Linked DNA regions of Mus musculus: all the other regions are linked to region 1. Evidence: chromatin contacts called from public Hi-C, HiChIP or PLAC-seq and promoter capture Hi-C data. All regions are on one chromosome and are shown on one strand. Each heading gives the region's core, a stretch centred on a gene start, on an enhancer-like site or on the middle of the called end of the contact. The rest is flanking DNA. Distances are from core to core; before and after follow the strand shown. Region 1 holds the start of 2610316D01Rik (RIKEN cDNA 2610316D01 gene). Region 2 has its middle 110 kb from the start of Mir6379. Region 3 has its middle 29 kb from the start of Mir6379. Region 4 has its middle 120 kb from the start of Pabpc4l.

Region 1 (6,386 bases), core at 1,710-4,209:
GGAGGCAGATTGCAGGCTCCTGTTTGCTTCTCCCACAGCTGTAAGGCAGAGCCCAGGGACAAAGCCCGCCGCACTTCAAAGAAGCCGCTTCCTCCCCCCCAGATTACCTGGTCTATAACTGTGACTTCACTAAACACTAGGATTCAAAGAAGGGTAAACAAGGAAAGATTATGAAAAGGTGGAGGGGAAAGTATTTGCCTAATTGCGACTAAGACAGAAAACATACATGTTTAGCTCAAAAGACATTTTTGAAAGAAAAATTTAAGTACTGTTTTTGAGCTCAAGATCACAGGATTGGTTTCTTTCAAAGACCTTATTATAATGCCCACCTGCAAATGTTGGGTGCGAGCAAACTGCCCATGCAATCCTCCTTGGCTTGAGTTTTCTCAGGGAGGGCAGAGGGCCTGGGTCGCTTTTATTTGGCTAGGAGGACTCCATTGTCACCCCTATAGTCCAGGGGATGGCACCTCAGAGACCAAAAAAGTCAGCGAGGCAGGACCAGTGGAGAAGCCTGGCTTTGCTTTGATGGCCTGGACTCTGGCCTCCGTGACCTGCAGAATGCAGCAGAGCCCCCAGCAGGCAAACCCTACAAAGGCAGAAGGCGGGCTCCACAGCAAAATCATTTCACTTGCCCTATGCCGCTTTCGCCGCTAGGAGACGCCTGCAACCCACGTTTCTGGAAATGGTCCCCATTCAAACACAGCTGCCACCATTTAAAAAAAAAAAAAAAAAAAAAAAAAAAAAAAAGCGGCTCAAGTGTTACAGTGGATGCACTGATTATTTACAGGGAAATCTCAGGGAAATCTGGCCATCTCTTCACGTTCTCATCTCCACCTCGGCAAGCTCGCCGGCGTTCTGCAAACGCCCTAAGTCAGCTCGAACTTCAAGCTCCTTTCCGAGACACAAACCTCCGCCAGCACATCTGCACTGTCATTCCGCAGCGTGTCTCTCACACGAAAACATGCAGACACACAAGTGTTCCGTCCGTACAAATAAACACATTAAAGCATTACCATCGTGTTTGGATTTTTTTTTAAAGGCCCAGGGTTTCGGATGAGTCAGCTTGGGGTGCTAGAAAAATTGCATTTTAATGTTGTAGCTCTGAAGGGAGGGGGAGGGGCGGGAAGCACAGATGGCCACAGTGTATTAATATTCGGATACACTCTGAGCCCCTTTTCATTGATCCACAGGTCCTTTTTCTGCTCTGCCGCTTCATTCTCCGCCGCAGACGTGACGCTAAAATCATTTTAAACTGTAGCGGTTTGGTTTTGGCGGATGGTCAATTCAATGCAGCTGGAAAAGGCTTAGCCATGTTTGCTGGCTCCTTTTCCACCTACCCTCTTAAAGGTAGAACCCATCTCTCCGCAAGAGGCAAGTGGTAGGGGTAGGGGAACAGGCCGTTAAACACGGACTCTCCCGAGTGGTCCGAGCACGCCTCGCTGTCAATCACGCGTGGGGACGCGCACTCCTAATTTCTTTCCAGAAGGCACTGTAGCGTACCTTGCGGGCGGGGTGGGGGGTGGGAGGGGAGGGCAGTATAGGGGGAGGGGTGGTACCATTCCTTCCCTTCGGTTGCTGTAGCGTTACTCCTGGGTCATTCATTACCGGGAAGCCTCTAGGGAGTCATTCTAGTCTTTGGCTTAAACGGCTCCTCCGGAAAATAAACAACCTATTCCTTGCGGGCAGCACGTTGATAAGTATTAAAACGTATTCTTCGATATTTATCCTTGAAGGACAGGCATTCAGCGGGCTCTCCCAGCAGCGGAGAGTTCGTTCCCGCCGCCTTATAACTTCCCGGGAACTGGGCGTGTGGATACCCGTGGCTAGTCAGGCGCGCGGCTCAGAATCCCCGGACTGCTCCCCAGGGATTCGCACCGAACTCAGCTTGTGGCCAGCCAGCGAGGACGAGGGCCAGCACCAGGAATGTGCAAACGTGCCGGTGGATTCCCGCAGCGGTGCACACTCTATCCCCCGTGTGCGTGTGCACCGCCCCGCCCGCCCTCGCGGCCACCCCACGGTCATTCTCCAGAGAGCTGTCTTCGGGCTGGGCATGTACCTTCTTCCCACACCCCCTCTAGTTATGGAGGCAGGGATGGATCACCAAGGGTAAAAGAAAAATAAATAATTAAAACAGAAATCAGGCAAAAGAAGAAAAGAAAAGAAAAGCCCGCGCTCGCCACTGCTGCCTGGCGCGGGGCCAGGCGAGGCGCAGGGATATTGCTAGCGCCTCGCTGTGATGGGTGGTGCTGGATCCGGTGCCCTAGAGTGGGTTTAACGATGGCGGGCTCCCATGCATAAACTACAAAGAAGCCCCCAGTCCTTGACTGGGGTACTCACAGTTCGAAGCAATGTCCCCAAACGAGTTAATTTAGTAACCAAGCATTTTGTGGGTAGACATTAGATGGGTAGACGTTCAACCATCTGCCCGTCTATAGGAGCTGTCGCCCCAAGTCCCTTGGTCTGAATCCCTCCGCTTTAGGGGGAATTCACCTCCGCACTCCCTTTGCAGCCTGGTCTATCCTCCCCACACCTCCCCTTCTGACCCTCTAGCTTTGATTGACACATGCCATTTTATGCCGGCATTTAAATTGTCCGCGCGCATCTCTGCCAGAGTCCCTTGCTTTGGTAACCCCTACATGACTACCGGCCCCGGGGCAACTTTCCCCTCTTCTTGGTGATTTCTTTCCACGATCAGCAGGAGGGAAAACACCTTAAAGGAAAAAAAGAATGTTAGCGTCACTGGAAACCCCGCTCCTTGGAGAGGCTACCGCAGCTGTTGCTATTATGTTTTCGTATTTGCTGATGCAAACAGGGGAACCTCTCTTATTCCCTGCCCATTACCTGCGGCTGGGGACTGGGAACTTTCCGCGGCAGAGTCCCCTGCAAGCGCCTCGGGACCTGCGGGCTGTTCTTGCTCTCACACTCACACTCACTCCCGCAGCCAAAGCGAGCGTTCTGCCCCGCCCCTCCTGGCTGCCGCGTGACGTAACTACTTGACGGCCACTTTAGCCAACGAACAGTCGCTCGGTGGGTGGTGCTCCTCGGCGATTGGTTGGCAGAATGAGGGCGCTGCGCAAAAACAGAGAAGCGGAGCGCTCGGAGCTCAGAAACTGCCAGCCGAGATCACAAGCATTGGGGCTGAAGCAGGAGGCAGGATGGACTGAGAGGAGAAGAGGCAGGTTAGAGGGAGAGAGGCTTGCAAAGGAAACAGCAGAAAAGAAATAGCTGGTTGTGTTCACGCAAAGCCAGAGCCAGTGAAGTTGAGAATAGACACAAGACTATGAAAGCCAAGAGATGCAAAGAGAGACAGAGGGAAGAAAATGACAAGAGGAACGTCCATCCGGAGAAATGAAGAGAATGAAAGTTTTATGCTGCAGAACGGCTCCGTGTTTTTCCAGCAAAAATTTTTCTCGCTGTCTTTAACCCCGCTCGCGTTTGCCAGCCGTTGATATCAAGAGGCATGTTCAGTGGTGCCGGCAGCATCTCCTCTACCTTCTTTTCCTCTTCATCTTCCTCCTTCTCCTCTTCTTCCTCCTCCACATTCTCCTCCCATCAGCAGGAAGACAAACCTAGGACAGTCTTGAAATATCGAAATTTCCTCCTTGGGATTTGCCAGCGCCGCGTTGCGCCAACACTGTCGGAATAAAGGAGGCTGACTATTGTATGATCGTTATTTTATTAATTGGTCAGTGGGAAGATTACGGCTGAGCATAGGGGACATCTGTCACCCTTTCTGCGCTAAGATTGAAAAATGAGGCTCGATTTGGAGACGCTCTAAAATGAAGCAAAAGGAATCAAAATTTTAATACAGCCACAGGAGCCCCCCCCCCACGCAGCACACTTTTATTTATATTTTTTAGATTATTATTATTCTTTTTGTGGTGGTGGTTGGGGGGCGGTGATCGGGGTGGCTGGCTGGCTACAGGGGAGCTGCTTCCTTTTCCTTTTGGAAATGATTGTGCTGTTATTCTTTGCCTTGCTCTGGATGGTGGACGGAGTCTTTTCCCAGCTTCATTATACTGTGCAGGAAGAGCAGGAACATGGCACTTTCGTGGGGAATATCGCTGAAGACCTGGGCTTGGACATTACAAAACTTTCAGCTCGCAGGTTTCAGACGGTGGCCAACTCACGGACCCCTTACTTGGACCTCAATCTGGAGACCGGGGTTCTGTACGTAAACGAGAAGATAGATCGCGAGCAAATCTGTAAGCAGAGCCCCTCTTGTGTCCTGCACCTGGAGGTCTTTCTGGAGAACCCGCTGGAGCTGTTCCGAGTGGAGATCGAAGTGCTGGACATCAATGACAACCCTCCCTCCTTCCCAGAGCCCGACCTGACAGTGGAGATCTCAGAGAGCGCCACGCCAGGCACCCGCTTTCCCTTGGAGAGCGCCTTCGACCCAGACGTGGGGACCAACTCCTTGCGAGACTACGAGATAACCCCAAATAGCTACTTCTCGCTAGACGTACAGACCCAGGGAGATGGCAACCGATTCGCCGAACTGGTCCTGGAGAAGCCACTGGACCGAGAACAGCAAGCGGTGCACCGCTACGTGCTGACCGCGGTGGACGGGGGAGGAGGGGGAGGAGGAGGGGAAGGAGGGGGAGGCGGTGGGGGAGCCGGCCTGCCCCCCCAGCAGCAGCGTACTGGCACGGCCTTGCTCACCATCCGAGTGCTCGACTCCAACGACAATGTGCCCGCTTTTGACCAACCCGTCTACACAGTTTCCCTACCAGAGAATTCTCCCCCTGGCACGCTAGTGATCCAGCTTAATGCCACCGACCCTGATGAAGGCCAGAATGGCGAGGTCGTGTACTCGTTCAGTAGTCACATTTCACCCAGGGCTCGGGAGCTCTTCGGACTGTCGCCGCGCACCGGCCGGCTGGAGGTGAGCGGCGAGCTGGACTATGAAGAGAGCCCAGTGTATCAGGTGTATGTCCAAGCCAAGGACTTGGGTCCCAATGCTGTGCCTGCGCACTGCAAGGTTCTGGTGAGAGTGCTGGATGCCAACGACAACGCACCAGAGATCAGCTTCAGCACAGTGAAAGAGGCGGTGAGCGAGGGTGCGGCCCCTGGCACGGTGGTGGCTCTGTTCAGCGTGACCGATCGGGACTCAGAGGAGAACGGGCAGGTGCAGTGTGAGCTTCTGGGAGACGTGCCGTTCCGCCTCAAGTCTTCCTTCAAGAATTACTACACTATCGTGACCGAAGCCCCCTTGGACCGAGAGGCTGGGGACTCCTACACCCTGACCGTGGTGGCCCGCGACCGGGGCGAGCCTGCACTCTCCACCAGTAAGTCGATCCAGGTTCAAGTGTCAGATGTGAATGACAATGCGCCGCGCTTCAGCCAGCCGGTCTACGACGTGTATGTGACAGAAAACAATGTGCCGGGTGCCTACATTTACGCGGTGAGCGCCACGGACCGCGACGAAGGGGCCAATGCAAAATTAACCTACTCTATCCTAGAGTGCCAGATCCAAGGAATGAGTGTCTTCACCTACGTGTCCATCAACTCAGACAACGGCTACTTGTACGCCCTGAGATCCTTCGACTATGAGCAGATCAAGGACTTCAGCTTTCAAGTAGAAGCCCGGGACGCCGGCAGTCCCCAGGCGCTGGCCGGCAATGCCACGGTCAACATCTTGATAGTGGATCAGAACGACAACGCCCCCGCCATCGTGGCGCCCCTTCCGGGGCGCAACGGGACTCCAGCCCGCGAGGTGCTGCCGCGCTCTGCCGAACCCGGCTACCTGCTCACTCGTGTGGCCGCAGTGGACGCGGACGACGGCGAGAACGCCAGGCTCACCTACAGCATAGTGCGGGGCAACGAAATGAACCTCTTTCGACTGGACTGGCGCACCGGAGAGCTCCGCACCGCGCGCCGGGTCCCAGCCAAGCGCGACCCCCAGCGGCCTTATGAGCTGGTGATCGAGGTGCGCGACCACGGGCAGCCGCCCCTGTCCTCCACAGCCACCCTGGTGGTTCAGCTGGTGGATGGAGCGGTGGAGCCACAGGGCGGGGGCGGGGACCGAGGCGGAGGGTCTGGGGAACACCTGCGTCCCAGCCGCTCTGGCGGCGGGGAAACTTCACTGGACCTCACACTTATCCTTATCATCGCCCTGGGCTCGGTGTCCTTCATCTTCCTGCTGGCCATGATCGTGTTGGCCGTGCGCTGTCAGAAAGAGAAAAAACTCAACATCTACACGTGTCTCGCGAGCGATTGCTGCCTCTGCTGCTGCTGCTGCGGCAATGGGAGCTCCACCTGCTGCGGCCGCCAAGCCCGGGCGCGCAAGAAGAAACTCAGCAAGTCAGATATCATGTTGGTGCAGAGCGCCAACGTCCCTAGCAACCCGGCCCAGGTGCCGGTAGAGGAGTCCGGAGGCTTCGGTT
Region 2 (6,386 bases), core at 2,695-5,194, 1.6 Mb after region 1:
ACAATAGCATCCTGATTTTGTGCCTGTATATGGGATAGATTCCCCAGGTGAAGCAGTCTCTGGATGGCCTTTCCTTCAGTCTCTGCTCCACACTTTGTCTCCGTATTTCCTCCTGTGAGCATTTTATTCCTTCTTCTAAGAAGGGCTGAAGCATCCACACTTTGTTCTTCCTTCTTCATGAGCTTCATGTGGTCTGTGAACAGTATTTTGGTTATTCTGAGCTTTTGGACTAATACCCACTTATCAGTGAGTACATACCATATGTGTTCTTTTGTGACTAGGTTAACTCACTCAGAAAGATATTTTCAAGTTCCAACCATTTGCCTGTAAATTTCATGATGTCATTGTTTTTAATAGCTGAGTAGAATTACATTGTGTAAATGTACCACATTTTCTATATTCATTCCTCTGTTGGAGGAAATCTGGGTTCTTTCCAGGTTATGGCTATTATAAACAAAGTTGCTATGAACATAGTGGAGCATGTATCCTTGTCATATGTTGGAGCAACATTTGGGTATATGCCAGGGCATGGTGTAGTTAGGTCCTCAGATAGTACTATGTCCAATTATCTGAGGAATCACTAAATTGATATCCAGAGTGGTTGTACCAGCTTGCAATCCTACCAGCAATGGAGGAGTGTTCCTCTTTCTCCACATCCTCACCAGCATCTGCTGTCACCTGAGTTTTTGATCTTAGCCATTCTGACTGGTGTGAGGTGGATTCTCAGGGTTGTTTTGATTTGCATTCCCTTGATGATTAAGGATGTTGATGTTTAGATGCTTCTCAGCCATTCCCTTGAAAATTCTTTATTTAGCTCTGTACCTTATTTTTTTCATAAGAGAATTTTTTATTGGTTAATATATGTATTTACATTTCAAATGCTATCCCCCTTCCCAGTTTCCCTTCCACAAGCCCCTTATTCCCTTCTTTCTTCCCCTGCCTCTATGAGGGTGTTCCCCCACCTGTGCACACACTCATCCCTCAGAGGGCTATTTGCATTCTTCTTCATGTTGACCTCCAGTTTAAATAGCACCATTTGTCGAAAACCCTTCCTTTTGTCCACTGTATGATTTTAGCTCCTTTGTCAAAGATCTAGTGCCTATGCATGTGTTGGTTCATTTCTGGGTTTTAAATTGGCTCAGCCATTAAAGGCTGGCTCTCAACCAAGAATAAGCATGATCTTAGAAAAGAGGGAAAAACAGCTAAAATATATTTGATATTTGTTTATTGTTATATGCTCTCCCCTGCTATAAAAACACTTTACAGTTAGTTTTTAGTTATAGTAGAACTACTTGCTAGTTATTGTGCTTCTCCTCTGTAAGGAGGTTTTTCAAGAAAAGATAAATATTAAAGTTGAAATATTTTCCATTTCAAAAATGTTTAATCTTATTTCGGCTTCCTATATTTAAAAACAAACAAAAAATAACTCCTTGATAGGGTAGAAAAAAGATAGTCATCATTGTGGATAAGAATTCTATACTTATTTTTCTTTCAGGATAAACACATTAGATAATCTAATGAAGACTGCATCATTGAAATTCTACAAGCATTTGTGTTTATTTTATTTATTTTTTCTGACATGATTCTATTAGAATAATTATATTTTAGATTAATATACAACATACAATTGTACATTATTTTCATAGTTTAATATGAAAACTGTATGTAAATCTCAGACTACTTTTATTAACTATAAATATCTAATTCACAAAGCAGGGAGTCACCCCACTGGACTATAGCTTCCTAACCTCCAATCTAGGGAAGGCTAAAAGCCTGTAAAACAAGATTCAGGTAACATACTTAAATACCTAAGGACACTGTTCAACCTTCTCAATGCCCTGTTTTGATTTTTTTTCCTCATTCGACACCAGAATTTAAAACTGCCTCAGTCTTTATTTCAATAAGTCTTGGATTAACTCCATTTGTTATAAGTTGGAGTAAAGTATTCCTTACCTGCTTAATTTCCTCCATACAAGTTGCCTTTGTAATTGTCGAAATCCAGGCTAGTAATAGAATGATGAAAGGTAGTTAGAAACTGCTGGAACATCTCCAGAAAACAAACTGAGCAGCCTGACAGCCACTGCACTGAGTAAAGACATAGCTGTTCTAAAGATAAGATAGATCAGATAGATGTGTGAGACAGACAGACAGACAGACAGACAGAAGGATAGACTATAAGGTAGATAGTTAAGATGGATAGATACACATAAAATAATAGTCCAAAGAAAATTATGCTATGATCAAGCAGTTCTTATTCAAATATATGTGTTCCATAAAGACTTCAAAATTCTATCAAGGGATTATGAAATGATGCCTTCAATTACCTGTAGCTGAAGATACATCAAAGCATATTATATATAAGGAAATTTAAATCCATTTTTAAGATTATAGAAATGTCTGAGAGACAGCAGAATGCAAGCTTATTAGGATAAACCACTTGAACATTAAAATCAATTCATATGAAAAGGTTAACATCAAGTTTACTAAGATGGGAGAGGAGAGTGAGAGCACAATTTAATGCTCTGCATGTGTTAGGTAATAAATATAAGAAATTGATACAAAAATGATCCCAACAAATTTGATACAAAAAATTTTCGCATAGTATCTATATAAAAAATCTTTTATAAGAGATTTAAAAATTATTGTTGTGAAATAAAATTCAAAAGTTTAAAAGTATACAAACTATGAATGTGTAGTTTTATAAGTGAGTATAGATTAAAAAAACTATTTAACACCACTGAGGAATACCCCTATACATTTTAAGATTTGATAATATTTACTGTAGTTTATATTTCAAGCATGTGGTCAATTCTTAATTTCATATGCATTTAATATCAAATGTTGCATTCTTTATATATTGAAGAGAAAATAGGATGATAGATTGAAATAAAAATCAAAGTCATAAAGTGAATATTTTTGTGTCAGTTAACCTAGCATACTTTTATTTGTAATAACTCTGAAATTGATAAATTGTAAAAGAATAACCTTTGGGGTTCATATTTTTGTAAAATATAATACAAATTTAGGGCATTACATTAATATACTTAATATAAACACAACAAGAGAAAATCTTGGTGACTAAAATCAGATTCATTACATATGTCTCTTGAATTTTAACAATGTGTCATATTAAATGATTAATGTTAAATTTTTATATGTAAGGGGGCTGTTTATGCTGATTAAACTAATATTATGGAGAATATATTGTGTCAAATTGTTTTACATAATCTAACACATCACTATATTGCACAACATATATAGGATTTAAATTTCTTTAAGGTAACAACAGTTTCTTTTTCATTTTTTACAGTTTCTTAATTTAACATACTTCCACAAGAACTCACGTGTGCACTACACATTAATTCTACCAAAAAGCACTGCCAACATTCTTTATAACATAGGCATTCATCAACAATGACTAATCATAAAGAAATATTAATTTTATATTTATACACTAAAATGTATAATTTTAGTGAACTGTCAAATACACTAGTTTCTGGTTGCTGTAATAGATTGACAGGTACCTTTAATCTGATATGTATGCTCTCCCAAAATATGCCTGTATAACATGTTTACAGTTCACCTGAAATGAATAATTTTATCTCTACCAGTTCCTTCATATAGTGGAATGAAATGTTTTTGATATCAGTTAAAGCTGTCTGGTTAAAAGATCAGTATTTTTTATCTCATGTCTTTCCTCTGACCTTATTAATACCTTTACATAAGCCAAAGATTTCACATAATTAAAGTAGAATTAGCTCCAAACTCCTGCCATAACAATAGCTATGGCATTTATACATCTATTTCTTATTAATCAAATGGAAAGTAACACACGTCTCAAGAGATAACATATTAAAGACCATGCACAGAGTATTGAGAACTCCCTAACAAATCAAAGCATGGTGACTCCTTTCTTAGGGGATTAGAAAGGTGGAAATTTCCCTTGGTAACCTTACACAGCACTTTGTGCAAGGATTTCCCATGACCTCTTGGGATTTGTGGAAAACACTCCTCACTGGGGAAGCCCAGAAACAAACAGACAGCTTAACAAAGATGGAAACAATTGGCCCTGCTTTTCTGCAGCCCTTCTAGGGAAAAAATGATTCTTCTTTCCTCTGCTTTTTGTTCCTATAATGGGATTTAATGTCCCTGGATCATTGCTAATAGTATATAATAATTCCTGAGTCCAGCCATCATACTGAATGGTCCCAGATTTTAGTTTGATGCATTTGCTAAAGTCAGCTTGAGAGTTCCTACAAATATTAATGTGACCAGAGGGACCTGTGAAAACATAAGGCATTATGGTTTAGATATTATATAATGTATCACCCTGCACGCTGCGCATAGATTAAGGAAACCTTCCATAGAAGAGGCCATGTTGCTATACCCTATATATTTCATCTCTGCCTATATGAAGAGTGTCGTTTGCTGGAAATCTCTTGCAGTGTAATGTATAACTCTGAGGCTGAAGGAACAGGGAGATACATTTATTCCTATGCTATTCAACTAGAACCATCGTAAGAAAACTGAGGCCTTAACCTTGCATGCAGTAAGAATGATAAATGTTCCATAAAGCTATCATGTTTCTTTCTTTCTCATATGAGCCTCAGTGTGTTATGAAAAGTGTATGTGTGTGTGTCCCATATCATAAAGTCACAGATGAGTAGTCAGGTATAATATCTCCCTATTTCATCACTTATTGAAATAGGCTTTTAAATTTGTTCAGCATACCAACATGTTAAAAACCAAGAAATATTTTTTTCTTATACTTCTTGGAGACTTACGTTCTCTGATCCTTTGAAAATAGATTCATGGACACAGGCATAAAAAACATTCTGGTTTTAAATCTGCACACGTCAGAGCTGAAAACAAAACAATTAGAATTAAATTATTCCCCCAGTGCCTTAGGACTCCAACAATGATTAAAAATAGCTGTTTGTGAGGCAAGTAGATGTGGGGAAATCTGTTTACTGTGCTCAGAAAACCTCAGAGGAATTTCCACATGCTGTGTGCCTGAAGAAATGTGTTCAAGGGATTCATTTTCCACTCTTTATTTTAGATTAGCAAACAGAAGCTATTAGAAAAAAAGAATGAGAAAAATGTAAGTACTCAGGTGTATTTCGGCTTAGCACCTAGTCCAAAGCACATATATGTATTTTTCATCCATCCTAGATGGCTTTATGGTCTGCAGTTCACGAAAACACTATGACTGTTAATGACTTTGTTTGAAACTTACATCAATTGCACAGAAATTCTTACACATTTCTGCAAAATCATACATAAAAATGCAAGTTATACAATCAATCTGAAGATTGTTGAATCATATTTGATAAGACAAAATATATAAAAATTATTATTTTAAATAAAAATGTATTATATAGATAAATGTTTATTATTTTATAGACAGTATATATAATAAGTAAGATTTATACTGTTTCTTCAAACTAGTTGACAATCTAAATATGAGAAAAATCACTTCAAAATATTTGTTTTTTTTTTTTTTCAGAACTGGCACTATGCAGTTTTGAACATATTTTAGTTTTAGTTTTACAGACTGAATTTTCCTCATTAAATTAGTGGCATTTCATTCCCACAAACTGTAACCATGATTCTCAGAATAAAACCATGGTGATGACCAAGTGGACATAGGAAATTAGGTTGAATGTGATCTGCTTTGAATTTGTCCTTATAAAAAGTGATTTTTGACACAGAGATCAACACATATTGAGGAGAAATCTTGATAAAACACTGGGGAAATATTATTTGCAAGCCTAAAAATGCCTGGCATGGGATTCATAAAAATGTTCAAGCTTCCTCCATCTTCCTAGCCAGAAGTCAGAGAGTCTGTCTCCTCTTTCCATTTGATTCTATTGCTCCCTCAACATCCTCCAGTCTCACTCTCTCCTCCCTTATTCTTCTCCAAGATATACTCCTCCAGTTTCTCTTCAAGAAAGAGTAGGCCTCCCAGGGACATCAATTCAATGCTGTATAACAAATTACATTAAGACTAGGCATATACCCACATATCAAGGCTGGATAAGACAACCCAGTAGAAGAAAGAGGATCCCAAAAGCAGACAAAAGTCAGAGATAGCCATTTCTCCACAACACACATACTCCTACTATTGAAATTCCCATAAAGAACACCAAGCTAACAACCATATTTGCAGATGACCTAGCTCAGACCCAAACAGGCTTCCTGCTTTATAAGTCCCTATAAATCCTGCTTAGTTGGCACTGTGGGTCAAGTTCTAGTGGTATCCTGATGCCTCTGACTTCTAGAATTTTAGCCCTCCGTCTATCATGGACATGATCCATAAAATAAAGTACCATGCTACACTACACAAACCCAAAGACGCTAACTAAGTAGGAAGACCCAAGTATGGG
Region 3 (6,386 bases), core at 1,705-4,204, 1.5 Mb after region 1:
TGGGTTGAAGGTTTTGTGGCTGGGATGATTTACCAGTCACACCATGGGAAATCTTGTCTGTTTAAAGAAGATGGCCAGCTCAGCTTCCATGTCCTTTATAAGTAGCAGTTCTTGCTATGGTCACTCATAGGTTTCACAAAATTTTAATGTACTATATTTCTACATTGTCCCTGAAATCTCTCCCTATTCTAATCATCTCCTGACATTCTCCCTCTTCCTATTCATATCTCCCCTATCTGATCCTCCTGTTCTAATTCCCAAGTGTTTCCAGTCCACCGTCAAATCCATGCTATTCTCCTTTCAAAGGGAGTTCTCTATGTCCCCTCTAGAGATCTTGTTACTTTCTCTGGATCTGTGGGTTGTAGCTAATATCCACTAACAAATGCGTACACATTGCGTTTGTCTTTCTAGGTCTAGGGTGCCTTGCTGAGGAGGAATTTTTTCTTAGCTCTGTCCATTTGCCTGAAATTTTCATAATGTTATCTTGCTCTAACAACTTAGTAATTCTACAGTGTGAAAATTCATATTTTTATCTACTCTTCAGTTGACACAAATCCCATATGTTTCCAGTTTCTGTCTATTATGAATAAAGCCACTATTAACATAGCTGAGCTTATGTCCTACTGTTATGATGGGGCATCTTTTGAGTATTTGCCTAAAAATACTGTAGGTGAGTCATAAGGTAGTTTGATTCCCAGTTTTCTGAGAAACTACCAAATTGATTTTCATAGTGGTTATACAAATTTGCACTACCATAAGCAATGAAGAAATTTGTTTTATATAAAAGAGGGCTACTAATTTTTTGAAGTAATCTTGTGTCCAGCTACTTTATCAAAGGTATTTTTTCGCTATAGAAGTCCCTTGGTAGAATTTTTGAGCTTGCCTATGTATATTATCATATACATTATCATCAAAGAAGAAATTCCTTTTGCTCAATATCCTTTCCAACTTGATCTGTTACTTGTATTATTAATCTTAGCCACTGGCTATTTTATTATGGAATATCAAAGTAGATTTGATTTTCATTTCCCTGATGACTAAGGATATTGAAGATTTCCTTAAATGTTTCTCATTCATTTGAGATCCCTGTATTAAAAATTCTCTACTTCTCTGAAGTTTTTAAGGTCTATATTATATTTTTCAATTGGGTTATTTGGTTCAATGATGTCTAGTTTCTTCAGTTCCTTACATATTTTGTGTGTACCCACTTAATGGATGTGGCATTAGTGAAAAAATGTCCCCTCCTATAATCTACTTTATATATATATATATACAATTGAGAGTGTCCTTTGCTTTACGGTAGCTTTTCAGTTTCATGAGGTCCCATTTATTATTTGTCTATCTTAAATCCTGAACTTTCACTTTTCTGTTTGATGTTGGGGCTGGCCTGTGGCTCTGATGTCTGGGTTCAAGCCTTGGAGGCAGCCTGGAGCTGAAAAAGAAGAGGGAAACTAGGCGGAGAGAGAGAGATAGAACCAAGACAGTATTCTGATCAAGGCTCAAATATTTAATGGCGGACATGCTTTATAAAGGAGTGGGGAAGCCCATTCCCACCAAATCATCATTGGAGCCCAGCTACAGGTGACCAAGTGTAGGATCAGATGTAGACTTTGGAAAGGCTAGGCCAACTCCCAGCAGGTAGCAGCAGTGGCAGTGGCTGAACATAAGGGTGATCCAGGGAGGCAGGCTACACCCTAAGTAATCTCCTTAGTGGCAACAAAGTCAAGGTCTGGCTTAGCCTGCTTCAGGCTTGTTGGAGGCTACATCTCCTCTCCTTATTAATATTAAAAAAAAAGCTAGACTGAGGCATAAAATCTATCCATGCTCCATAATTTCTGGCTGATTTCTTTGGGCCTAGTGAAGAAACCTTTCTCAGTGGGATTCCCTAACTTTTCTCATGGTAAACCCTTGTCTGGTTAAGACTGTCTTTACTGTTCTAGTAAACACTCTGCAGACCAGTCCTGAGCTGCTGGCTCCATCTTTTGTGATGCTTAATTAGTTACTGAATAGGTAACTTCCTTACTGAATTCCTACTGAATTCCAAGTTTTGGCTTCAAGAACTTTCTAGGATGTTGGAACACTGGCAAAGGTTTAACTATATCAGAATTCAATCTTAAAAGGCACTTATACTAAGATAATACTAAAAGAAAGCATGTGGATCCATACACCAGACTAATGGGGGATAGGGTAAGAATGTACGGGTTATGAGAATGCCAAAGTTCCAGGAGGTGAGTTTCCATGAAACTCTTTGCCTCTTGAGTGCTCCCAGGCCTCTCAGCCTGCCAAGCAAACTTCACTGAAGTGTGCATAGCATTCCCCCATTCTTATATTTTTGCAGAAGTTCCGGAATGTCCCGCCTCATTGTAGCTATAGATCTCTGAAGTGCTCTAAAGATGAGTGGAAACACAATGATTTACTAATAAAATAGTGCCAATAATAATAGCAAGTGGTATAATATATTGAACCCAATCCAGGGGATTCAATGAACTTAGGTTATCTTTAAATCTCTGGCCAATTCATCCATGTTCCAAATGTCCAAGTGACTATTGCTAATATCTGAAATTTCTGCCTTTCTGGCCTTAATGTATGCTATGTCCTGCCCTATTGTTAAGACTACTACTTCTAAGACATTAACCTTTGCCTCTAATTCTTTACATGGCTCTGTGGTGTACTATTAATAAACCATGGCCTCTTGGCATGTACTTCTGTCTAGATTGATATGATTCCAAGATCTGGGTGCCCATCTAGACTGTTTGGCCCTCACAGCAAACCTTAATACCAAATCAGACCAAAAGCCACAATATGTACTAGAATGCTTCTTGAATGAATATTTGTAACTGCCACCTGCTCTCTTGGAGGCAGGATATATGCCTGCTGCAGTCAAGCTGAAGGGCATTGACTGACCTGCTTGAAAAACAAAGTCCAGGCAGTGAAAGGCAATAGTACAAAAGCTTCTTTTGGGGAAGTCCAGTTACTCCATTCAATTGCAAATTAGCAAACATCAAGCTTAGACTTAGAGCTCCCCATATGGGGGAGGTGACCTTGAGAATCACAGAAAGGCTGCAATCTTTCTGGGAGAGGAGGCTGTGTTCTAATTTAATTTTGTTAAGTAATTAAGAATATTTGCTATCTTCCCTGGGATACTCTAATACTGGAATTATTACTAGACCAGTCCAAGATTGAGTTAGAATAACCAGTCACATGAGGGAAAGAGAAGAATCACTAATCTTTCTAAGTCAGATTACACAGTCTCTGATGTTCTTTTTAGCATAAGGTTAAAAGCTTGAACCAAGGCAGCTACACTTGTCCAAACTAGAAAAATGGCAAGCAAGGATGGGTCGAAAACATGTACCCAATTTAGCTTCCTTGTCACTAAAGTCAGGGCACTGAGCAAACTTACCTGTTTTGTCACACGAATTGGACATCATGTTTCTGCAGGGTTCTGTGAAGAAAAACTATGCTTTTCCCTTTCCTAATAAGGTAGCTGTTCAGGATCAAGCCATATGCCAATAAGTAGATCCTTTTAAGATACTATAAGGCATTTATTAAATTCTTTGACATCCAAATTTCAAAATTCTAAAATAAAAGTATGATTTAAATAATGTGCACTGGGATATATTAATTAATGTGCACAGGGATATAATTTCCCCCTTCTTTGTCTTTTAAGAAGCTAGTTTTAAAGTTCCACAATACCTTGTCCTTGAGAATTAATAATTTGTTGACAAAACATCTCAAATACTTGACTGTTATAGTCAGTATTAATGTAACATGGGCACTGACTAATTGCACTTTCAATTATTTCTCTTAAAGAACGGTTGTAACTAGAAAGCTTGAAAAGTTATTAATAGTCACATGTGTATAATTTATTCAGAAATGAGAGCATTCATTTGCAGCAATTTTATTAAGTATAAGTCCTCAAGAATTAACAGTATTATGTGGAAACAGATAGAATCTGTGGACACCAAGAACAACTGTTTCACAATTTGAGATGCATATTTTCTAAGAATACCAAAATACTATTTTAAGCCATTACTGTTTTGATTAAATAAAGAATGAGATTATATAACCAATCCATCTATATGTAGGACCTATAGACTGCCTGAGATATAAATCCAGCATTTTTACTTATGAGTTGTATATGCATAAGCAATTGCAAATTTGAGAATTGATAGCATCTGATGGATGAACAATCTTAAGCAATTGTGAGTTCTGAGATATAATATTGACTATTAATATACAAATTAAGGTTTGATTGTTCAGCATTTAAAACACCATCCACAGCACACAACTTAATTATCTGTGCTGAAGCAGGGGGAAGCTCAAAAGAATAAGCCTGTGATCTAATTCACATCTACTTATTTCCCATAGAGGGGTCATTTTTAAACACAATAATTGGGATGCATGCATGCATAAATTTATAGAAAATATAAAAGCATGCATAAAATCAATTTTTAGCTTATCTTTGGGATATTGATTGTCAATTTTATTTAAAATGATGGTATGCAATAGATCAATTATTAATATTCTGTAATAACCAAATGAATTGCTGTTTGGAACAAGGAACAGACACTTTGTCAGGTTCCTAAGACACAATTTTTGTTATAGGTTTTCTAAAATACCCGAATATACCTTACAATTCTTTATTAGCACCACAGTAGTTTTAATAGGATGCTGAAAATGTGCTTTGAGGTGAACGCCACCTCGGCCTCGCCCTTGAGAGGTATTAGCTAATAAAATACTTTCCACTTAGGAAACAATATACACTGAAAGATTTAAACTCTTAGCTTCTTGTATTGAAACAGACAATAAAAATTTTTTATTTAGTGTAAAGCCATGTTAGCCATACCTAGAGGCAAAATTTTCCAGTGATCACCAGTTCACTAGAAGCAAAATCCTTTATAATTATTAGGATCCGAAGGGAAAAAACCAAACTTTTAAATCTATAATAACTGTATATAAAGTAGGCAAGCCAGATTGTAATGCCTTTATAAATTCTACGGTCTGATTGACATTTTTTATCAACTTAGAAGTTAAACTTTATTTAGAACAACATCTGCAAAGGTGCTCTCAAAGCTAAAAGGAATTCCCTCCTGAAGGTAAGGAGGGGGGAGGTTCTTAGAACTTCCCTAGTCACAGTTTGCGAAGATTTCGCACCAACTTCTCTGAGGCTGCTCTGAACTTGCATTAACTCGACATAAGAAAAAATTTTCTAACTCAAGCAATTTGGCCCTCCTGTAATGAGGACATATTTTAGAACTTTTAAGTTTCTTTGCCATATTCCTGTGCAAATGTACTCAATGCTATTCCCTACTTTCTTTTCTATCAGGTTCAGTTTGTGTGGTTTTAATGTTGACATCTTTTATCTGCTTGGAATTGTGTTTTGTGCATGGTGATAGATATGGATCTTTCTGAATTCTTCTTCAAGAAGACATACAGTTAGGCCAGCAAAAATGTTAGAGATGCTTTTATTTTTAAACTGTATTTCTGGCTTCTTTATGAAAAATCAGGTGTTAATTTATTTCTAGGTCTGTGAGTCAATTCCATTAATCAATATGTCTGGTTGTTTTTTTTTTTTTTATGTCAATACTATGCACTTTTTTTTATTGAAGCTCTGTAGTATATCTTGAAATCGGGGAGGGTGATATCTCTGGAATTTCTTTTATTATAAGAGTTTGCTTTAGATATCCTGGGTTGTTGTTTTTCCATATAAAATTGAGTATTGTTCTTTCAAGTTCTGCAACAAATTTTAGTAGAATTTCGATGGGGATTTCCTTGAATCTATAGATTGCTTTTGGTAGCTGGTCATTTTTACTATACTACTGAACCTGGAAGATCTTTCTATCTTCTGATACTTTCCTCAATTTTTCCTTCAAAAACTTGGAGTTATTGATGTACATATTTTTACCTTGCTTTTTTATAGTTATTCCAAGATACTTTATATTATTTATATGTATTGAGAAGAGTACTGTTTTCTTGATTTATTTTTCAGAAATTTTTCTTTTGTATATAGAAGGGCTACTAATTTTTTTAAGGTAATCTTGTGCCCAGCTACTTCAACGAAGGTATTTTTCAGCTGTAGGAGTTTGCTAGTTGAATTTTTGCATTCACTTAGTTTTATTTTCATATTATGAGAAAATGTTACTTTGACTTTTTTTTTTCCAATTTATATTCCCTTGATCTCCTCAGATCTCTTATTGCTCTTGCTAGAACTTCAAGACCTATATTGAAATGACATGGAGAAAGTAGACAACCTTATTTTGTTCCTGATTTTAGTAGAACTGATTTGAGTTTTTGTCCATTTAATTTATGTTGGCATACATGCTGATACAAGATCTATGTAATTTCTTTATTTAAACAGTTAAGTGCTATGTACTTTCCTCTTAGTA
Region 4 (6,386 bases), core at 2,343-4,842, 1.2 Mb after region 1:
GGGCAAAGAAAACTGCAAAATTCTTATGTGAAACAAAGAAAATAAGTGAGCCAAGAAGGAACCTGCAGGATGAAAGATCAAAGAGCTTGGCTAGCTCCACAGATGATAAAATTAATACTTAGAATGCTTAACAGAGTCATTAAGTAAATATAAATCAACTATTCAACCTCATAAATAAATGGAGTAATGAGATGAACAGAGAGTTCTCAAAAGTTAATATGTCAATAAACCGAAGGGGGTGGGGTGGGGAGGAAAGATCAACTACTTTAACCATCAGAAAAAAATGCAAATGAATTTATGTCAAGATCTCATTTCATTCAGGGTAGAATGACAAACAAGGAAATAGAACCAAGGGTGTTTGTGTTGTTGAGAAAAGAGGATTTTTATGGACAGTTTGTGAAAACATAAATTGAAAAGCCTCTCCATAAATCAACACAGTATTTTCAAAACAGTAAATATAGTCTTATCTTCTTGGTGCTTCCATGAAGGTCTCTAAGAACATAACCTAGATGCCTGCATATTTATGGCTACATAGCATTATTCAGAACTGGTGACTCATAGAATCAAATTATGCAGTGTACCTATCTGTATATGAATTCATAAAAGCAGATGGAATTATGAAATTTGCAGCTGGTGAATCTATTAAATGAATAATGTAGGGTATGAATGAGAGACAATTTTCTGTTAGCCATGGCACCAACTTGTATACATAGACATAAAATATGTATGTATAGATAACATGAAAATTGACACAAAATTATCTAAGGGAAAGAGATATATGAGGGCAAAGAGAAGGAGAATAGGCTGGGAAAAACTTAACCAAGTCCATAATATATGTGTATCAATGTCATTATAAAATTAACAACTACATACCCTTCAGTGGTAAGGGCCGGCAGGGCACAATCCCTGACTTTCAAAATCAAGAATCTAACCACTTCTAAATCTTAAAGGAAAGTGTATGCATCTTATACATAACAGACATTAGTATTGAGAATCCTTTAAGAGAGAATCATACTATAAAAATATTCTCACATACATTTGCAATGTTTAACAATTTTATTCAACATTTGATATTTAGTTTAAAAATTAAAAGTTAATCTAGTTTAGTTTAAAAAACTCATAAAAACTTAAACTGGATAATGGTCAAGACACAGAGTAGAAACAATGAATGGGTCAATAACAATTATAGAGTTTTATTTGCGATTTGAATTCCATCTATAGAATTTGTTTTTAATGAAGAATGTACTCCAGCAATATTTTGAGATTTTGGCCAGAAACACATTTTGTTTTTAAGACAAGTAAAGGAAAAAATATATATATAATGTCATTGAATTCAATTCTTGTGGCCTAATCAAGGCAATCATTAACTGCTGAGCAATATCAAGGTGATCAACAATGAGAAATGGTCTTTCTCTGTTCATTTGAAAGCCCCCTTCTACTCTACTTAACTTCTAGTAGGCTATGAAGAGCACAACTCTGGCTTCAATGATGTTGAGACACATAGGAGGCCAACAGCTTTGAGGATGCTGAGCCAAATAGGTAATTCTAAGCATCAGGAGCCTGAACAACAAATGCAGCTAGAATATATCTGGTATCCTCACATCCAGGTTACTGCCTATCAAGTAAGTGTGTACTTAATCGCAAAAGAACTACAAAATAGGCTTCTAATTCTGCCAATATATTGCTAGGTACTGACTCTACTACTATTAATATAACAAGATATCATAATGAAATATTTGCATTTAAATATTTTTCTCTCAAGTTTAATAGAGTAGCATACATTAGAAGAAATTTAAGCATTAGATAGTTCAGGTCATTTTTCACTTGTCCACAAGCCATTAGACACTGAGTTATTTTATTAGATTCTGTTGTTCTTCTTTGATACTTTTGTTCTTAATAATTCATTTTTTGCAGTTGACAATGCTATCAATCTTTGAGAGGAATGATGATTGTACTATTTGGCAAATAGTACATCGTGAGCACAACTATATCTTTCATCTTTCTTAAGAGTACATTGCTTTGGCCAGGCAATGATAGAAAAGTATGATGTTCATGGGCCGTAATTTGAAGGAGAATCAAGATTTTCTTCTGATTTACAAAGAGCTTATCAAACAGAATGTTCTCTTTATTTGAAGAAGTTCAAACTTCTACTTCTTGTGATGACAAATAAAAGCATTTGTTGAAATGATATATAAATACACCCTGACAATGCACAAATTAATAATGACAATTTCAAAATTATTTACTGTGATATGAAATGATTATTACAATAGGTACTGTGAGATTATTACATTTTGTTGAAACATTGAGAATTTTTATTATAAGCTATAGTTCATCAGTATGTAATCACGACACCAGAATAATGTAGAAGAATGTAGCAGTGGAAAAGAAAACTAAAGAAATGTTTCCTGTGGTGTCCAGCTCTAGGTCTGACTGTAGTCATGAGGTAAAATCTTGGAAGGGAGTAAGTAGATTGTATTCTTGTATTTAGCAGTAAAACACACACACACACACACACACACACACACACACACATACACACACACTCACACACATACATACGCACACACTCATACACACTCCCACACACATACGTAGACATATGCACACATACACACATACAGACACAAGCGTACACACAGAAGAAATTATAGGAAGTGAGAATAGATAGTATCTTTCTAAATCACGGGATAGTGCTGCAAGAATGAATTTGTTCTTATACATGAGAGGATGCTCTTGGAAATTTCCATATCCAAAATACAATAATATGCAAACATATCTGATGTCTACAAAACATTTTAAGTCTGATTGTGATAACCAATAATTGTTCTACCTATCGGCAAAGAAAATGCATCACTATCTGAATTGATATTTCTTTTTGGTAAGAGAAAAACATTCAAAATAGCTATGCACAAGAATCCTCTTATTTTATGACTAAAGGAAGAATCTACTCTAACAGAGCAGTCAGGTCTCACAGATTCCAATGGAGAAGAAACAGTTACAAGAAGATGTTAAGTAGATAGTATAAAATGTCAAAAAGGAAAAGTAATAGTAGTATTTAAAAAGGAGCAAAGTGGTGGCCAATCGTCTATGTCTTTGGCAAGGGTTGCAAACACTATTTTATTAGAGCCTGGAGCCAGACAATGGAGTAACAATGAAACAAGATATCCACAATACTAAGAGAAATGAGGAGAGACATCTTAAACAGAACAAAATATCTCATCTCACTGAGACAGTTGATGTTTAAGTAGATATGAATAAGTGGTCAAAAGCACACTTGTACTTATGGGAAAAGGGCAAAATATTTAATACATCTACTATTAAAAATAATTACATAAATAATTTTCTGTTTCCTCATATATAATGATGCAGACGCTCTACCATTACTCTTATGTTGTTCTGTTGTAATTAAGGGTTACATAATGGCAGAAACCTAAAGAAAATTCATCGTAAAATCTAAGACTGCCCTATTTCAGAAGATTGGCTGGATCCTGAAAGCTTGAGTGGAGAGCAGTCTAAGAAGGCAGACAAGGGCCTCAGGGCAGTATCACTAAATTGATGTCAGGTTGGCTCAGGGTCCCTGAGCTCTTTTCTGATTCCATTTCCAGCTGAATTCTGTTTGTTCCCTATGTCGCTATTTTTTCCCCTCTTTTCAATGTACTCAATGTGTTTGTACCCTGAATCTCCCTAATTGATCTGTAACTGACATCTGCTTGGACATTCTCGAAAAGATCAGCATTTCATTATCCCATGCTTCCTCAAAAAAAAAAAAAAAAAAAAAAAAAAGTTCATTGTGTGCCACATCAAAAAGAACCATGCCCCGAGGCAAGTAACGCTGGATATCTGGACAAATTTCCTTTGTAAAGATTCAACTTAGGAACTGTTCTGATGATAAAATGATGAAGTACAGAGAACTAAGACATTTTAAATTGAAGGCACATGCTTTGAAATTGAAACTATATATCTTATGTTTAAGAAGGTGAAATAAATAAGTTGTAACTCTTCACAATTATGGAATTCCAAGGTAATAAAAGAACCTTTATGTCCACATTTTCTAGTAAAAGGTTAATAATGTCAACTTCCTTTCTTTTAAATGTTCACAATCTGTTTTTCCTTTACTTTCAAGAAATGGGATACATAAATTTTCATAATTATTTTGAAAAGAAATTCTTTGTGTTCAAAAGTGTTTAAGCAATTTAAGTTGTTGTAGGGTGTCGTAAGAAATGGGAGCTTTCACTGAGTTTGGGGGGAAAAACTAGAATATTTTTGTAATAGAGTATTTCGTAACTATTTAAACAAAGCTCCAGAAAATAAATTTTCAAAGTTCATGTGTCTGTGCCTTTGTGTTCTCCTCTGATGTATAATCACCAATGTCTTAGCAACTGCAGCAGCATACTTCTAACTTCTAAAAATATCTAGTTTTATGCATTTAAATTGAAGTTTCCACGTGATAGGCAAAAGAAAGTCTAACCTGAAATTACAATAAAAGCATTGGAACAAGATGTCACCCTATCAATAAACAAACAAACAAACAAAAACTCTTGAATTAAATTGCGAATTATGATAGAAAAAAGGAAGTATAGTCACTTTGAATTGAATTTTTGAAGGATTAAATCATTGGAAATCCCAGAGAAAAGTACACAACAAAGCATTGTAAGAAGACTAGGCAAAAATGTGGGTCACATTTTTATGTGAATTAACTTTAGTATGTGTGAGGACTCTTCTTGATTGTATGGATGCAGACATAAAGAAAAGGTGTTTTAATGAAGACAGGGATAAAGCAGGGATGGCAAAAATTAAAATACAACTAAGTAGAGTTAATGTATGTTAAACATGAGAGACAGAAATAAAACAGGCTTTGTGAGACTGGGCAGGGAGGGACTGTGTTCTTCGCTGCAGGTTCTAAGCTGACTTCCTTAAGGAAACGACAAACATTTGTTCTTCCTGATCAAGGATGATTAAGAGCAGAGCAATCAGACCCAGGCTGTACTAATGATCAAGAAATAACATGTAAAATCAAAGAAACACAAAAGTATTCAGATAGCTTTAAAATTTCAGGCTTAAATAAGAGGAAATGGATAACTCTTGTCTATGTATGAAAGTTTTGTTGTTGGAATGAAGTTCACCCAGCTATCTCCTGAACTCTCTTGAGCCAACAAATACATTACCTAAAGACTAATTCTCTGTTCATAAGGACTTCAGTTTATACAGAATGCATGTGATAGAGAAGGAATATATAGAATTGATGAACAGAAACATCAAGGAGTAGAATAATTTCAGTAGATTTGTGACTTAACATTGGGGTGGACGACAACAGGGTACATTGAATGAATAAACCACCTAGAAGAACAAAGATGAGTACAGCATCTAGGGGAAGTTAACTGGCTAAAACACCTAGAAGAATTTCAATGGATAAATGTTTCTCCTGTGTTTCTCAGTTAGTTCTAAAGTCACTAAAATGGTCAATAATAGCTACGTTAATTAGACAGAAAATCAAGACCTGGAACTTCATCTTGATACCAGTTCAGTATTGTCTCACTTGGAAAGGTACGGCCATGACCATGGAAATGATTTCTCTTGGCAGCTCTTGCAGTTGAGGCTATCTGTGAATGGGGATTTCCACGGGTATTGGCCCACCATTTGCCAATGAACTGGAGAAAATAGATATTTTGGTGAAACAAATTTGAATGGCACACAAATGGGCCTTCTGATTAATAATAATTATTAAATTATTTAGTCATAGTGTTCATTCTAAAATAAAACAGGTTTTTCCTTTCATCTTGTCCTTGTTTTTTTACTCTTAGTTATGTATAGAATATACTCCCTTCCCCTGATAACAGACATTTTCTCTTCACATAACCTTGGCTCTATATCTATATCTATATCTATATCTATATCTATATCTATATCTATATCTATATCTATATCTATATCTATATCTATATCTATATATATATCTATATATATATATTGCACACATATACATATATATGTATATATATTATTTTTTAAAATATTTATTTTATACTATGCGTACACCAGCATTGCTCTCTTCAGACACACCAGAAGAGGGCAACAGACACCATTACAGTTGGTTGTGAGACACCAAGTGGTTGCTGGGAATTGAACTCAGGATCTCTGAAAGAGCAGTTGGTGCTCTTAACCATTGAGCCATCTCTCCAGACCTATCTTGATTTCACTGTGTAAACTAAGATTAGCTTGAAGTAAGATATCTGCCTATCTTTGACTGGTGAGTTTTGGGAATAAATTTGTAAGCCACTATGACCTGTTGCTGACTGACTTCCCTTACTTCTATTTAAAATCTAAGCACAAAAATATAACACACACAGACAAACATGAAGACATACACACACAAATAAAACACA

Evidence for each region. Promoter capture Hi-C pulls out the DNA fragments that hold promoters and counts their contacts. A called contact is a pair of places that touch in the nucleus more often than the background predicts. HiChIP or PLAC-seq counts read pairs in DNA pulled down with a chosen protein or histone mark.
Region 2: a Hi-C map of olfactory sensory neurons shows a contact between it and region 1, with 5 times the contacts expected there. The contact joins the enhancer-like site here to the promoter of 2610316D01Rik in region 1. A contact is called at or near these places in 9 of 39 promoter capture datasets (cranial neural crest, embryonic stem cells, frontonasal cranial neural crest and 5 more), 7 of 484 Hi-C or Micro-C datasets (cerebral cortex, cranial neural crest, embryonic fibroblasts and 3 more) and 9 of 115 datasets of contacts at active chromatin or transcription factors (astrocytes, embryonic forebrain, embryonic hindbrain and 5 more).
Region 3: an H3K27ac HiChIP or PLAC-seq map of embryonic stem cells shows a contact between it and region 1, with 6 times the contacts expected there. The contact joins the enhancer-like site here to the promoter of 2610316D01Rik in region 1. A contact is called at or near these places in 5 of 39 promoter capture datasets (cranial neural crest, embryonic stem cells, hippocampal neurons and 1 more) and 5 of 115 datasets of contacts at active chromatin or transcription factors (astrocytes, embryonic forebrain, embryonic hindbrain and 2 more).
Region 4: a contact with region 1 is called in a promoter capture Hi-C map of second pharyngeal arch cranial neural crest. The contact joins the enhancer-like site here to the promoter of 2610316D01Rik in region 1. A contact is called at or near these places in 9 of 39 promoter capture datasets (cranial neural crest, embryonic stem cells, frontonasal cranial neural crest and 5 more), 6 of 115 datasets of contacts at active chromatin or transcription factors (astrocytes, craniofacial prominence, embryonic limb bud and 3 more) and 1 of 9 other capture datasets (embryonic stem cells).

The regions. Positions count from the first base shown.
Region 1 is chr3:45,375,301-45,381,686 of GRCm38.p6, forward strand. 2610316D01Rik (RIKEN cDNA 2610316D01 gene) reads right to left here and starts at 2,960. Exons shown (of 9, transcript NR_045172.1): 1 at 2,842-2,960. It overlaps Pcdh10 (protocadherin 10), which reads left to right and starts at 3,098. Exons shown (of 5, transcript NM_001098172.1): 1 at 3,098-6,386. The coding sequence starts at 3,953.
Region 2 is chr3:47,006,722-47,013,107 of GRCm38.p6, forward strand. No RefSeq gene overlaps it. Among named protein-coding and RNA genes, the nearest start is that of Mir6379, 110 kb to the left of the region's middle. Within about 2 kb of position 3,945, at least 3 of the 459 cell types and tissues checked have an H3K27ac peak or open chromatin away from gene starts, as enhancers often do. A contact at or near this core is called in olfactory sensory neurons, where this site is marked.
Region 3 is chr3:46,868,132-46,874,517 of GRCm38.p6, forward strand. No RefSeq gene overlaps it. Among named protein-coding and RNA genes, the nearest start is that of Mir6379, 29 kb to the right of the region's middle. Within about 2 kb of position 2,955, at least 7 of the 459 cell types and tissues checked have an H3K27ac peak or open chromatin away from gene starts, as enhancers often do. A contact at or near this core is called in embryonic stem cells, where this site is marked.
Region 4 is chr3:46,563,274-46,569,659 of GRCm38.p6, forward strand. No RefSeq gene overlaps it. Among named protein-coding and RNA genes, the nearest start is that of Pabpc4l, 120 kb to the left of the region's middle. Within about 2 kb of position 3,593, at least 3 of the 459 cell types and tissues checked have an H3K27ac peak or open chromatin away from gene starts, as enhancers often do. A contact at or near this core is called in craniofacial prominence and second pharyngeal arch cranial neural crest, where this site is marked.